Linked DNA regions of Mus musculus: region 2 is linked to region 1. Evidence: chromatin contacts called from public Hi-C data. All regions are on one chromosome and are shown on one strand. The core of a region is the stretch at or near the end of the contact, and the rest is flanking DNA. Distances in the headings are between cores, read along the strand shown. Region 1 holds the start of Uox (urate oxidase). Region 2 has its middle 27 kb from the start of Gm36521.

What was found. A called contact is a pair of places that touch in the nucleus more often than the background predicts.
Region 2: a Hi-C map of cortical neurons shows a contact between it and region 1, with 2.2 times the contacts expected there. The contact joins the enhancer-like site here to the promoter of Uox in region 1. A contact is called at or near these places in 4 of 39 promoter capture datasets (the 3T3-L1 cell line, the HPC-7 cell line, HPC-7-derived erythroid cells and 1 more), 5 of 484 Hi-C or Micro-C datasets (cortical neurons, embryonic fibroblasts, nephron progenitors and 1 more), 3 of 115 datasets of contacts at active chromatin or transcription factors (the 230-238 cell line, bone marrow-derived macrophages and embryonic stem cells) and 5 of 9 other capture datasets (adipose tissue, embryonic stem cells, liver and 2 more).

The regions. Positions count from the first base shown.
Region 1 is chr3:146,592,582-146,599,741 of GRCm38.p6, forward strand. It overlaps Uox (urate oxidase), which reads left to right and starts at 4,568. Exons shown (of 8, transcript NM_009474.5): 1 at 4,568-4,652. The coding sequence starts at 4,623. Dnase2b (deoxyribonuclease II beta) reads right to left here. Exons shown (of 7, transcript NM_019957.4): 2 at 3,707-3,926; 3 at 825-1,002. The coding sequence starts at 3,819.
Region 2 is chr3:146,708,550-146,715,709 of GRCm38.p6, forward strand. No RefSeq gene overlaps it. Among named protein-coding and RNA genes, the nearest start is that of Gm36521, 27 kb to the left of the region's middle. Within about 2 kb of position 3,207, at least 38 of the 459 cell types and tissues checked have an H3K27ac peak or open chromatin away from gene starts, as enhancers often do. A contact at or near this core is called in bone marrow-derived macrophages and cortical neurons, where this site is marked.

The DNA.
Region 1 (7,160 bases), core at 3,318-5,817:
TTGGTCCCCTCAAGCTAAGGCCTGAGCTGTCTGCCTACACTTCTGAAAATAGTTAATTAAAAGGAAAACCCAGAGGAACTTTTGCTTGACTCATCAACACCATGATTCAAACAATCTATAACTTAAGACATAATGCTTGCAGACCTGTATTGCCCGGCAACAGGAGAGGGCTCTTAACCTCATTTCTCTTAGACGCATGAGTGCTGAGTGAGTTGGCAGAGGTCTGACAGCCTGAAAACTTCCAAACTGGGGAAGTTCACAACTTCCCCAGTGTTGCCGTAGCACGTGGGGCCAAATTGTGAGAAACTGTTTTGTTTTGTTTTAACCAAAGGTAGTTAGCGCGTCAAGGACTTCTAGTTCCTGAACCTTCATGGTTTTCTCTGTGTCATCATCTATTCTGGGATAAAAGATGGAAGCCATCTTGGCCAAGTGTACTAGCTAGCCCAGTTCTGGTCTCTGCACACCCTTTTTGTAAAAAGAGTTGCCTTGCTGGGCTGCTTTTACTTGGTTCATGTGTTCCTGTGCACAGCACAGGGGTTATTCTTTGTTTTAATAAAGTGAGCCAACGATTTGACATTGGTGTGGCTTATGATGATGTGTTTCTTAAAGCCTTGGTCAGGTTGATTAAGTGGTCCTAGCCTAGTTCTGAGCGAGCTTATCGCAAGTTTCTGGGGTTAGGTAAGATTATGTATATGTATATGTATATGTATATGTATATGTATATGTATATGTATATGTATATGTATATGTATATGTATATGTACACATACACCAAACATCCTTTTTTGATCTATGGTCTCCACAAATGGTTGACTGTCACCTACCGTGGAATTATGTGTGTCATACAGATGCTGTAAGGTCCTCCCCAGAGCACTCCTGGTGCTGTTAATCAGGTAGAGGCTCTTGTTCCAGGTTTGTCTTGTGGAGTCCAGGTACAGGTACTGCAGCCCCGCCTCTTCACTTGCCTTGCTAGTCCTTTTGGGTAACTTATAAAAGATAAACCTAACAGAGCAAAAAGTTATGATCTGTTATCATTTATTGACCGCTCTTCTGACGACACTTTCTGTTAAACACTTATATATCCGTTGGTGTTTCACGGGAGGCCTGTAAGGAAAGGGAAGGCTCGAGGCTTCTGCCTATCCCTCCATCTCTTCTTTTTGCCTTTCTCTAGTGAGGACAAGCTTGGTATGGGTGGCATATATTCTACAACATCAGCTGGCCTAGGGGCTGGAGCCCATGAGATGAAAGCCCATGTGTCCTGGGAGTGATTCTCTCTGTTGTCCCCATCACCCCAGTGGCCACAGGGAAGAGAAGGTCACAGGCTAGGTTAGCATTGGGGAACTTTGGATTCTCTCCTTCCACAGTGCTTGGCCTGGTCTCTTTGGGTCTACTCAGGTGGGTATGAGATCTGGGCGTGGGCTTAGGCAGAGGTGGAGGCATTCTTGAGGCTTGGTCCTCAGCAACATTCTTCAGTTGTTTCCCAGAATGCTCTGGACTAAGGACTTGCTCCGTAAGTCTTTGAAGCAGGTCTTTTCTCTCTGCATCTATTGTTTTCTACTTGTTATTTGAATATTTCCCAGTGAAAACAAGTGGTTGGACCTACATAGACTTCAGCCAGCCTTGGATCACCCAGTCCAGGCCTTCTTATGTGCTGTAGGCCCATTGTGGTCAAACTAATTTTTACTGAGTTGGCCTGTGTCCTGTAAGATATCTGTCCCTTCACTTTTAGTATCCCATTGTTGTGATGCTCAAAATTGTCTCTAGACTTTGTCAAAAGTTCTCCAAGGGCAAATTCCCCCTAATTTAAAAAACTGTTGGTCTAGGCAAATATATTATAATAGCTTGAAACCCTGTAATTAACCCCAAGAGCCTCTGTAAGCCAAACATAATACATACATCATTACAATGCAATGGTCTTCCCAAGAACATTACCCTCTCTTTGCCAAGTTCTCTACAGACTTACACTTGTGTTCCAGTGTCCTGCCTTCTTACTCCCAAGGCCAGGTCCTGACACACGGCAGGGACTATGCTCACTTTGTGACAGCTCAGCAACTTCTCTGCTAAGCAGCTATGCTTGCCTTATGACACGTATTTCTAAGTAATATACCCATTCAGTTGTGACTAAAATAAAATAAAATAAAATAAATAAAAAAATGCTATCAATCCCAATTTGCCCCCCCCCCCCACTTTCCACTGCCACCTCTTATTTGGGTCTTCACATCTTGTCTATGATACTATGAACTCCGTTCACTCTATGGTTCTGGGCTATTTTTCTCCCATCTGCCTTTTGCATTACTGGCATGCACAGCAGAATATGTCACCATCTTGTTCCAAGTCCTTCAGCAGTTCCCTTTCAAACATCAGGTTCAAATCCCAAGGCACAGCCCAGGAAGTCCTTCATGACCTATGCCCCCCATTGTGGTTTGTCTGCAGACACCTCTGCACACGACACCACTTCAAATGACAAACTCGACAGGCTGCTCCTGGATTCTGCAATTTCTTTGACCCTCTATTGGCTGGAACTCCCATGGCATCTCCTCACTATTTTTAAAAACAATTTAATAATTATTCTTAAAACTTAGCTCAAAATTACTTCTTCGAGGAAGCCTTCCGGGTTGTGTACTCCCCAATGTCCTATGTCTATCCCACAAATCTGAGCCCCTCGACAGAAGGAACTATGTGTTTTTTATACGTGTGTCTTTAAAACTTGGGGCAGGGCCTAGTCAGAACCTATAAACGCTGAAAGACTGAACTGATCTTTAGCCTGAACGTCACACTATGACGTCAACCACCACGGCAGACTCGAACTCCAGAGCTGAAGCACAGCAATGTGGCCACAGCTCCTAGGAGGGTCTCACCACAGAGACTTAGTGTAGTTCATCTCTTTGACACTGTGCTAGAGACCAATAACCTCCTGTCTACTGCCTGGGTTGCCTCGTGAACGAAGGTTAGCCAAACAATGCTGGGCACCATCAAGCGCTTCTTCTTGTCCCCATCAGAAGAAAGATACAGCTCGGCTTTAGAAAAGGTCACAAGCTTTGCCAGCCTTGTGTCTCAGGTACATGCAATGAAAGGACATTGCCAGCTGACAGTTATCAGCTCTGTCCCTTTCTGCCTCCCAGCCCTGTCCTCCCAAGAGTACTGACCGACTCAGGCTCCAGAAAGCTGCTTGGCACTTTCTCAGGGCTATTTCACACACTTGGCAGCCAGCTCTCAGGGCTATCTCACACATTCGGCAGCCAGCTCTCAGGGCTATCTCACACACTTGGCAGCCAGCTCTCAGGGCTATCTCACACACTCGGCAGACAGCTCCACCTGGGAATTGAGCCTGTTTACGCACTTTAATCTCGTTCTTTTAAGTTAATTAATGCATCTATTCATTTATTTAACACACTATCTGTTACAAGCCAGGCTAGCCTAGAACTCATGTCATTGCTGAGGATGTTCTTGAACTCTGCCCCCCCCCCCCCAGGCCACGTGCTGAGATTACACATGTGTGCCATCCTGCCCAGTTTATGTGTCACTAGAGACTGAGCCTTGAACTTCATGCATGCTAAGCAAGCATCCTGCCAATCCAGCCATATCCCCAGCCCCAGTCTCTTTCATTTTAAAGGGAGGAAGCCTGGTGGAGGTTTTCCTTAGGGTCACCAGAGACAGTCCCAGACTTTCTATTTGCACATTTAAATCACCCATTTCTTTTACCTACCAGTCCACAGCTTCACCATATTCATTTCTGCATGAGATTTCTGGTGTCCCCAGGACCCCAGAGAGGGCAAAGAAGAGCAAAGAAAGAACTGTTCTTAGAGGCTTTGCTGTCATTTTCTATCTGTGGCCTTCATTCCATGCAGGGGACTGTGGAGTCAGAGTGTCAGGTCTTTCTCAGGCCGCGTTGGCTCCCTTGCGGGTCGGTTCACTTTTGCTGTTCACTGTTTGGGCACAAACAGAAGAGGCTGAGTCCCATGTCATCTGATGGGTTCTGTCACAACATTCCAGTGTGACTCTGGGAGCCTTTGTGCTCAGTTGTCGACTAGCTTGCAAAAGTCATAGAAAAATCTGGAGGGAAAGGGGTATTTACTCAGCTACCCATGTAGTTAACTCTTTGATGTGAGTTCAATAATGTGAAGCGCTCGAGAAAAGGAATTCCTGACAAACAGATGTTGAGTAAGGTGTGTTCCGTGTTTCTTTTCTCTTCTAGTTGACTATCCGTACGTGTAAATGCATGTAATTCATACATTAGCTAGAAACAACAAAGCCTTTGCCTTCTTAATAATTAGGATCTGTCCTATAGTAGCCTATGTAATAGGTTAATAACCTATAATAACCCCTGTCTTTAAGGGAATAACTTCTAACCACTATTCTGAAGGTTGCTTCAAACTAAGAGCAAATTCAATTGAGTTTCAGCAAAAATGTTGACATTATCTTCCACACACCCCTGGTTCTGACCACTCAGCGAGGCATTTGGCTTTGAAAGGCCTTTGTGTCTCACTGTCCACTATGCAATCAGGGCAGTATTGATCGCCTACTCTTCGGGGTTAAATAAAACCCTTTACCAACCACTCTTCGCTTCACACCATTCCGTCTCATTCTTGAAATCGAACCTGAAGTTAAAGGCTGAGGGAAAAATGGCCCATTACCATGACAACTACGGAAAGGTGAGAGGAGGGAAAGGTAGATAGATACACATACATCTGCAAGTATTTTTTTCACTTTTCTCGAATCTACACTCAGCTGTCATGCTTAGTCACTTCATGCCTGGGAATCACGGTGGCTCTGCTCTGTCTCTCCATGATTATAGACTCAGATTGGAGTCATCTTGGAGACCCAGACCAAACCAGAGCCCTGAAGATCAGGTCACTTCTATGGACTAGCCTTGCTGGTATTCTTCAGGACTCTCATTTGTAGGAAAGGAAGGGCTTGTGGCTCTGTTTCTCCTAAGACAGAGGACCAAGGAGTGCTATGACCCACTGACAAAACTCACCTTATCTGTGTTACCCACAAAAGAGCAGAATTCTGGGCTTTATCTCAAATGATCAGAATCGGGCTCCCTCCAGCTGGGGTCAGGAATCCAGTGTGTGTGTGTGTGTGTGTGTGTGTGTGTGTGTGTGTGTACAATAGCATGTGTATGTGTGTGAGTGAGGTCTGAAGTTCATATTGGGTGTTTTCCTCAATCATTCTGTCTTAATTGTTTGAGGTAAGGATTTCCACTGGCCTGGCGTTCACTATCTTGGTTGGGCTGGCTGGCCCATCAGCCCTAGAAATCCTCTTATAGGTGCTTGCCACCATGGCCAGCCTTTTAAATGTGGCTTCTGGGGGACTGAACTCGGATCCCCATGCTTGGGTGGCAAGTACTTTATAAACTGAGCTATTTTCCAGGCTCCCAGAACTTATACTTTAAACAAGTTTGTTGGCAGTGCAGGTTCATCCTAAAATTTCAACCCACTGCCCTGAGAACAGCTTGAATGATGTTCTAATCCAGCAGACCAGCAGCTTTCTACCAGAGAGCTGCCAGAATCAAGTAAATCAACAAACGTTCTTCCTGCCTTTCCTGCATTTTGATTTATAGGTTATAATAGTGCTCAGAAAAACAATTTCAATTGCTGTGAACAATAAAAATATTCCTTGCATGAAGTTTAATTTATTTTAAAATGAAAAAAGTATCATTCACTTCTTTTAAGAAAGGTACAATATTGGGCACGTCATGTGCTGGCTTTGTCGAATCATTTTGAGAACATAAGCAGCTCGTTTTCACTTCTGGAACCTAACGGCAGCTTTGTGATCAGGGCAGAGGATAATTTCTGCGCTTTCCTCTTTGCCGTGCACACATTGCAGTGCTGGGCTCGTGACATTTTAGTAAATGACCCTTAAGTGTTAGCCATCCTTACCTTCCTGCGAGTGGGACTGAAGGACATCTGTGTTTAGGTTTCATTTGCTAAATCCAATTTCATTGCAAGGTCCGGAAAGACACTTTTAATAAACTTTCTTTTTTGGTGTAGCTGACTCTATCATGTGGGCTGTCTGTCAACAACACTCCTTATGTAACCGCTTCGCTGTCAAACACTGTAACCGGCTGTTGAGTTTACAGGGATTCCAGCATGGCCCCAACTCCTACATGCCAACTTGTCCTTTTTTTTTTTTCTTTTTCTTTTTTCTTTTTACTAAAACCAATGAAGTGACATTATAGAGAGAAGCCTGAGGTTTGCTGACTAAGGAATCTGAAAACAGGACAGAATAGTTTTCATGATGCCCCTTGCTTCTGAAGCCATGCTGTGTATACTCCAGGGTCATTTGCTAAAATGTCACAAGCCCAGCACTGTGATGTGTGGAGGGCAAGGGGGAAAGCACAGAAATTATCCTCTGCCCTGATCACAAAGCTGCCGTTAGGTTCCAGAAGTGAAAACGAGCTGCTTATGTTCACAGCCTAAGGATTTGTAAAATCAGTAGAAATTGCTTTCTTCTCCATGTGACCAAGTAAACCGGGAAGAGCTCCTGGCTTGGAAATAGACTGACCTTGTGTTTCTGGAAGATTTGAATCCTGCTTATTTAGAGGGCAACTCTTCCTCTCTCTGCCTTTCTCACATCCTTGTATGTTTTCATCATTCATGTATTCCAGCTCCTGGTGTCTGCATTAGCACTGGGCTCCTCTTACAAATATTGTATTTTATTTTTAATTGTGTGTGTCTGTTGTGTGCACACAGGTGCAGTGTGCTCAGAGGGCAGAGGCTTGGATCCCCCTGTAGCTGGAGGTGACAGGTAGTTATGGCCAACCAGACACGGGCGCTGGAAACCAGCTCAGCTCCTCTGCCAAAGCAAGAAGAGCTCCATCTGCAGAGCCACTCTCCAGCCCCAGCTTTGAGTCTTTATTTGGCTTTTTGCATTCTCTAGAGAATCAATCTGTTACGTAGTCCACCTCTCAAAAATAACCAATCCTTTTTTAAAAATTGTGTTCAACAGATTCTTATCTGATTAATAACCCATTAGTAGAATTTTTCTTTTTATTCATATGTCTATATGAAGGATGCATGCACATGTGTAGAGGTGTGTGTGTGCGCACACTCATGTGCACATGTGCACTCGTGTGTGCAAGTGGAGGGGATTGGACTCCAGCCATTGTGCTTGGGTGTGAAGCACTTCTGAGCCATCTTCTTAGCTTCCTAACTTTA
Region 2 (7,160 bases), core at 1,957-4,456, 110 kb after region 1:
GCAATGTGTTACATAACCTTTACTCAGCCTGCCACACAGGTCTGTGTAACTAATGTGACACTGGAGGTGAGATGTGGGAGAGATTTATAGAGTTAATTTTTAGCTAAGGCTTGCATGGGTGCCAGTGGCTGGTAGGGATAGATGTGGTAGGGACAGGAGACAGCAATGAAGATGACATTTGAATTAGTTATATACCATGGTGTCATTATAACTCTCTGATTATAATGTTATAACAATGTGTGTTTGGGATCTCACAGTGTCTGAGAGTCATGAATCCATGATAGCCTCAACAACGTGGCTGGATATTATGGGCTTTGTGAGGCTTGGGGGGGGGGGACGGACACGGGACTGTGTTTGCTTATGCTGCTGTGAGCTGAAATATCCATCTCTTGTTACAAGAACCTCTCCATAGATTCCATCGCAAGGATGGAGGCAGGAAGAAAGGAAGAAGGGAGAAAGAGCAATCCCTTCAAGGAAACCCTTATTTCTGCCCTGGTATTTTTCACAAGTCTATATGGAGGGACCACACAAAGGGGTGAGCACTACTGATCAGTGAGCATCTTACAAGCAGGTACTTGTTGCTACCCTGTCGGCCTAACATGGGAGACAAGCAAGGATAAAGCCAGCTTGGGAGGGGAGGGCCAGAGCAAGTGACAACTCTTGTTACCCAAGGAACCTAGACATAATCTCTTTATAGACAGGGTGTCTTTCTGAGGCTTAGTCATGGGAATGAATGACTAAGAACACTGGAGTAATTCAGTAGGCAGGAAGTGGGCCTCAGTTCAAGTCAGTAATGTCAGGACAAATTCAGGGGATGGTATGGTGGCAAAGCAAGGAAAGGAGAGGCCCCAGGGAGCTGCTTTGAGAGGGATGGAGAACATTAAATGAACCCACAGTGCTGGTGTGTTGTGAATAAGGATTAAGATGTCTGATTCTAATATGCTGTATTTCTAGAACTTTCAGCTTCAAATTACTGATGAAGGGAGTCTAGACTAAGTTCAGGAAGGACACTGAGGGGGTCTGTTCGAAGGACCTGTGTCCTCTCATTTTGTGTTGTTGTTTTATGTTCCAATCTGTGCTGAATGATATTTTCTAGATAGCTTGTTTGTTTGTATTACTACCATCCCTGTAGCTACGTTCGCTACGTACCTCATGATGAGCACAGTTTCTTATAGTGTGAGCCCTAAGCCCGGAGGAGATCATGTAAATGAATGAGAGTCATGAAAAGGTTTAGAAACATGGAAAGGTTTGTGAACATGCAACGATCCAACGTTAGTTCATAAGAAATGTGGAATGAACCGGAGATGTTTCTGGCAGCGTGCACCTGTGTCATATATGTAGATTCCCAAGAGCCTTGCTGTTGACACACAAATGGACCTTCTATACATGTCAGGCAGTGCAGCACTAGCGAACAGCACATCTCGAACATCCCAGCTCAGACTGGAGACTATGTGTGAGAAGAACTGCAGTGTTTTTACTGGGCATGCCAAGTTCTCTGCTCGTATGGAAACAATGATTTAATTATGGACAACAACAACTTTTTAATATTCCCTACTGCCATTCTTTAGCTTGCATCAAATGAATCTGTCTTTGGATTGTATTGAGTTAGAGCGTTTGAGCTGCTGAGTTGGGTTGCATAAATAACTGTGAAATGAGTTCTGGCTTTGTAATAAGAAAGCATTTCCAATGATTTCTGAAATGTCCCTAAACATATGTTTGTCATCTTGTCCTGTCTATTTATGTGGAGCGGGGATTCTCAGCACTGACAATTATAAAACCAAAATATCAATTAATGCTGAACATTTTTAAAGACACTTCATGTCTTTCAGAGTCAAATATTCGGTCACAAGTCAAGCCTTTGCATGAGAATAAATAAGCAGATCGGTCTCTTCATCAGAATGTAGATTTGGTTTTGATTTAATAAGTGGCAAAATTATATGTCTACCAAAGAACTGTTTTCAAATAAATGTCTTTTCATTTAGTGTTAGTAAGTGTTTGGTTTATATACCTGGTTTAAAAGCTGATGGTGGCATGGTGGTATCTTGGGCACGCCGGAGCTATGATGAGAAATGTCTGAGAAGCCCGCTGCAGAGCAGTCTGTCCACTTTGTATCATGTACTGATTGCTTCGGATCCTGTTCAAACCCAACCAGAAATTCGATGTTCTCATCGCTCTACTGCCGACCAAGCAATGGGGAAAGGCACGCGGTTTCTACTTTACAGATGTGTAGATGAGCGGTGAGTGGTGAGAACTTGAACTCAGAGTTACTCTGTGAGTAACTGATGATCACAGTTCTCAGTTCCCCGTGTCCTTACTGGACAGCCACCTGTGGTAGCATCCTAGAATAACAGAGACACTTCCGTGGTGGATCTGTGTTTTACAAGCTGATTATGTATTAGAGAGAGAAATATACGAAACAGGAGCATATTCCTGAATCCAATCCTTCGGGGAAGAGTCAAATGGCCTTTTCCTGCTACACACACACACACACACACACACACATCCACATATTGGGAATGCTTAAATATACCCCCACCCTTAGAATTCTCCTCCTGTTTTTCCCATTTCTAAAAAAAAAAAGCGAGAAACTGTTTTTATTTCCTTAAAGACTATGAAATTGTTCATTTTCCTGTCAAAGGAAAGCTTTCTGCAGTAGCCAGACGGCCCTTCGGGCGTAGGATTCTTGCAAAGTGAGTTTTCCCACCACAGTGGCTTTTTTTTTTTCTAACTAAGCGAAGAGAAAAAGGAGTAGGTGGATGAAAGCTGCCGGGGGCAGTCTGCCTTTTTCTCAAGGAAAGAGCTCATAATGACAGTACAATATCTGGAAAAGCTTGTTATTTATGTGATACTCAAATCTTACATGGTTCTCCTGTCTGCGGCTATGCAATGGAATATGAGAGACCAAAGGAAAAGCAGACATGATCAGAGTTGTCTTCCGCCCCCAGGCTGGTCATTGTCCCAGAGAGTAGGACCCCCAAAGAGAAGCTCTGGAAAGGTCAGAATGTGAGGACACGGGGTCCTGCGGAGGCAGGAGGGACTTCAGAGCCTCACGGAGGCTGTCTGAAATGTTTCAGAGGAAGCCAAAGGATGTGGATAAATATAGACTTTCACCTTGAAATGCCACAGAGGCAATCAAAGCAGCCATAGCGGGTGAGGATTGGCTGGCGTTCAGTGCTTCTCCTTCAGGCCTTATGTGAGTTTCCAAGCAACGGAGATGCTCAAATCTAGGGAAGGAAGGATGTGAGTGACAGGCAGGGCAGAGTCAGGTGCTGGATGTCCTAGCTTGCAAAGATAGCTCTGAACATGGCAAGTGTCTTTCCCTTGCCAGGGCTCTGTTTACAGCCACACCACTTCCCATTCTGTGTGGTTTTGCCAGCTAACCACCATTTTTACCTCCTCCTCCTCCTCCTCCTCCTCCTCCTCCTCCTCCTCCTCCTCCTCCTCCTCCTCCTCCTCTTCCTCCTCTTCCTCCTCCTCCTCTTCCTCTTCCCTGGACATTGTCATAAGTCTTACTCACCTTATTTTGTTGTTACTATGATTGAATACCACAAGGGTGCCTTGCAAAAAATCAAACGTTTACTCAGGTTTCTGGAGTTTGGAAGATGTAAAGTTAAAAGGCTACATTTAATGTGGAACTTCTTTTTTAAAATACTGACAATAATTTGTTTAAATCTCAAGACTGTGAACTGGGGATTTTGGTGCCCCACTGCAGGGAGCCAACACCAGTAGATTATGGCTGAATTTACATATCTGTCAGCTTTCATGATGGTTGGAAATGCTTTTTTAAATTTTTTTCAACTTATTTTTGAGATTTTGATATATTGACAATGTTTCTCCCTTCCCCTTCTGTTGGCATTAGAAACGGCTTTAAGGTCAGCCTCCGAATCCAGTGATGATGTCACCCTAGGCAGCAAGGACCCTCTTGCATCTGTTGCCTTGGCAACCGCCACACACTCCCTGCATACGCCTAACCTGTGGGTGCCTCACCTGTGTGAAGTGGTGTATCTACCTCACAGCCTGAATAAAAGGCAGAGACCCCGACCCCTTACCCCCTTTTCCTCTTTCTTCCCTTTCTCGCTCCCCCGAAACAAAACCTGGAGTTGATTTGTTGTTGGCCTGGAGTGATTTGTCCAGAAATGAGCAGCTTTCTAACACAACACCTTCTTCCCTCCAACCTCTCACACAACCCTTCTCTGCTCATCAAATGTAAATGTTATAGAATGCATTTATGTCGCTGTACATACACATATACTGCTAAATAGAACCTGTTGAGTTCATATGATGTTACTTGGGCGTATGTTTTCAGAGCTGATCGTTGGGCACCGGACAACATGTGTGCTCTGCCTGGAGACACTTCTCCTGCTCCCAGCTTTATCAGTTGCTTCAGTCCTTTGTGTTGGGGTACAGCCTCATGGCTTCCCTGCCCAGCTTGTCATTTCTGTAGGTGTCCTTCTGTTCCGCTCCCACTTTGGCTGTGGTGTTGGTAAGACTTTATGAGTACAGCTTCTGATGTTACTAGGATACATGGTCTCAGAAAACTCCCGCATCTTGGGCTTTTACAGTCTGTCTGCCCCCTCTCCCTCCCTGTCCCTTGAACCTCAGGTGTGGGAGTGTTTATCTGCTAGGACTGGACTCTGGCTGTAGAACTTCCTGTTGCTGAGGACTCTCTGCAAAGCCCTGAGCTGGTGCACATGGCAGAGAAAGCTCAAATTATTTTGTATTTTATTCTGAGGGAATTTCATATATGTATCCAATGTGTTTTGATCGTACAACCCTCCACACCTCTCCACCAACTCTTCCTTGGCACATCAGTCTACTTTATTCTCTCACTTCATTTACTCTTACTTTAGAAAAAAAATGTATAGATCACTGAATCAAATTATTGCTACCTGTTTGTGCATGGGTGTTGGATCATCCACTGGGGCCAAAGGAAGCCTATTAGGGGCCATACACATGAAGAGAAATAACCCAACCACCCAGTAATCATCAACTACCAATAGCTCCTTAGCTAGGGATGGGACCTGGTGAGTCCCCCACAACCCCAGCCATGCTGGGATACTAACCAGCTTGATCTTGTGTAGGTACTTGCAGTTGCTATGAGGTCTAAGTGAACTGGCTGTGTCACATCCAAAAGGCTTGTTGTTGTTGTTGTTGTCATTTTGTTTTGTTTTTTTTTTTTTTTTTTTTTTTTTGTGCAGTGGTCCTAACCAACCTCTGGCACTTTAAAGTCTTTCTCTCTGTGTCCTATTCTATGATAGTCCACGAGCTTCCCTGGCTCTTTGTCTCCATCTCTGTGTCTGTCTCTCTCGTGTGTAATATCCATGTCCCATTTAGCGCTGGACACTCCGTGGTCCCTTATTCTCTAAACTTTGACCATTTGTGAGGCTCAGGATTAACCATCATCCACTGCAAAAAGCAGCTTCCCTGATGAGGGCTGAAAGATGTAGTAATCTATGGGAGTACAAGTAAGCATTGAGAAGAAAGTCTGACACTTTATCACCCGTCAAAATAATAATGACAGCTTCTCCCTCAGGACCTTGAGAAGCCCAGCCATGAGGTCTCAGCCATGGCGGATAACACCAGGCATGAGTTCTATGAGGAGAGCCAACCTTAAATCCAGTTAGGAAGTAGTTGGTTACTCCCACATTATCCATGCCACGGCTACATTGGTGTGTGTGTGTGTGTGTGTGTGTGTGTTTCTTGCCAGGCTGGTCTTTGTTGTAGCTTGCTTGGTTCACAGCCAGGTAAGATTGTTGATGGCTTCTTTCCCAGGTCCTTGCATGGCACCCTCTGACTCTGTGCAACCTAAACGGTGGGGTGGAAGCTTCCGTGTCCCGTGACAAAAACGCATGGCATCTTTAGTGATAGGGTCTTATTGTCGTGTTCTGGTGGGCAACCAAGAGCAATGGCAAATTCTTGTATTGTTTTTTTTAAGATTTTGGGGATTCCTTTGCTCAATAATGCAGATGGGGATATTACACATCTGGTGCTGGGACTTTTGTTTGCTATCTATGTCTTTCAGGAGGAGCACAAGGTAATTCCATTCAAAGTCTTAAATACATTTCTTCGGAAGCTTATGAAGGCATAGGTTTCACATGGATCTTTCTGGCACCTTTTGTGTTGCTTTGCCTTTTCTTCACCCCACCTTTCCTTGTCTCCCAGTCCTTACCCCACTGAAATCTTCCTAACACATGATTTGCCTTTCTTCCTCCATAACAGGCCCTATTACCCCTGCCCTTTAACAAAGGCTTCTTTCTACAGGCATTCCAAGTTAACCCACAATAGAGAAATATGTTCAAAAATTAATTGAGTATGTGTGCATGAATGAATGTATATGGGTGTTCACGAGTATGTAGAGTCACAAGACAACTTGAGGACGTTGTTATCTCCTACCACGAGAGTCTCGGGGATCTACAATAGCTCAACAGACTTAGGAATAATTACTTTTACCCACTGAACCACCTTGACACCCCAAGAGCAATGACCCATGAATTCATTAATTGGTTAAATTTAAGAGCTGCTGTCTTCATGACCCAATCAGTTCCCAAAACCCTTACTCAAAATACCGTTTATAAGTGACTTTGAGGATTAGGGTCACTTTGATTATCCAGTTGCCACACAACTTAGTAGGGGAAAGTAGGTTGCATTTGCCACGTGTTGTCCTGACTAACAAAGCATCAAGCGGGGCTGAGCATCATTCTCAGCTTGGGGAATACAATGCTCCTGGCTGCTTAAAGCATGGATATTAACATAATTACTTGGTCTTGTTTGGGCTTTCTAATTAAAGTTGATTTAATTTAAACTCAGACACTAAGTTTTCTCTCTCAACACATAGTTCCTTTTATTGATCATTTTTCCCCATCTAGATGAAATGTAAATTAAGTTAGAGAAAGAAGCTCCTGAGAGCTCCCATCTGACTGTACCCAGGAAGGTGCTTAGGTACCTACTGGGTACTCGGTAGTACTAACGTCAACACGCACAACCTCACGGTTCTGTTTTCTTCTCTTTCTGTGATTAAACACTATGACAAGAAAGCAACTTGCGGGTGACAGGTATGGAAGTGTAGCCAGGCAGACAAGAAAGCATGTCATTGTCCAGGAGAAACGGTCCTTGGGCTGCCGGAAGGCTCAGGCTGTGGTTGCCCTGTATGCCTGGGACAT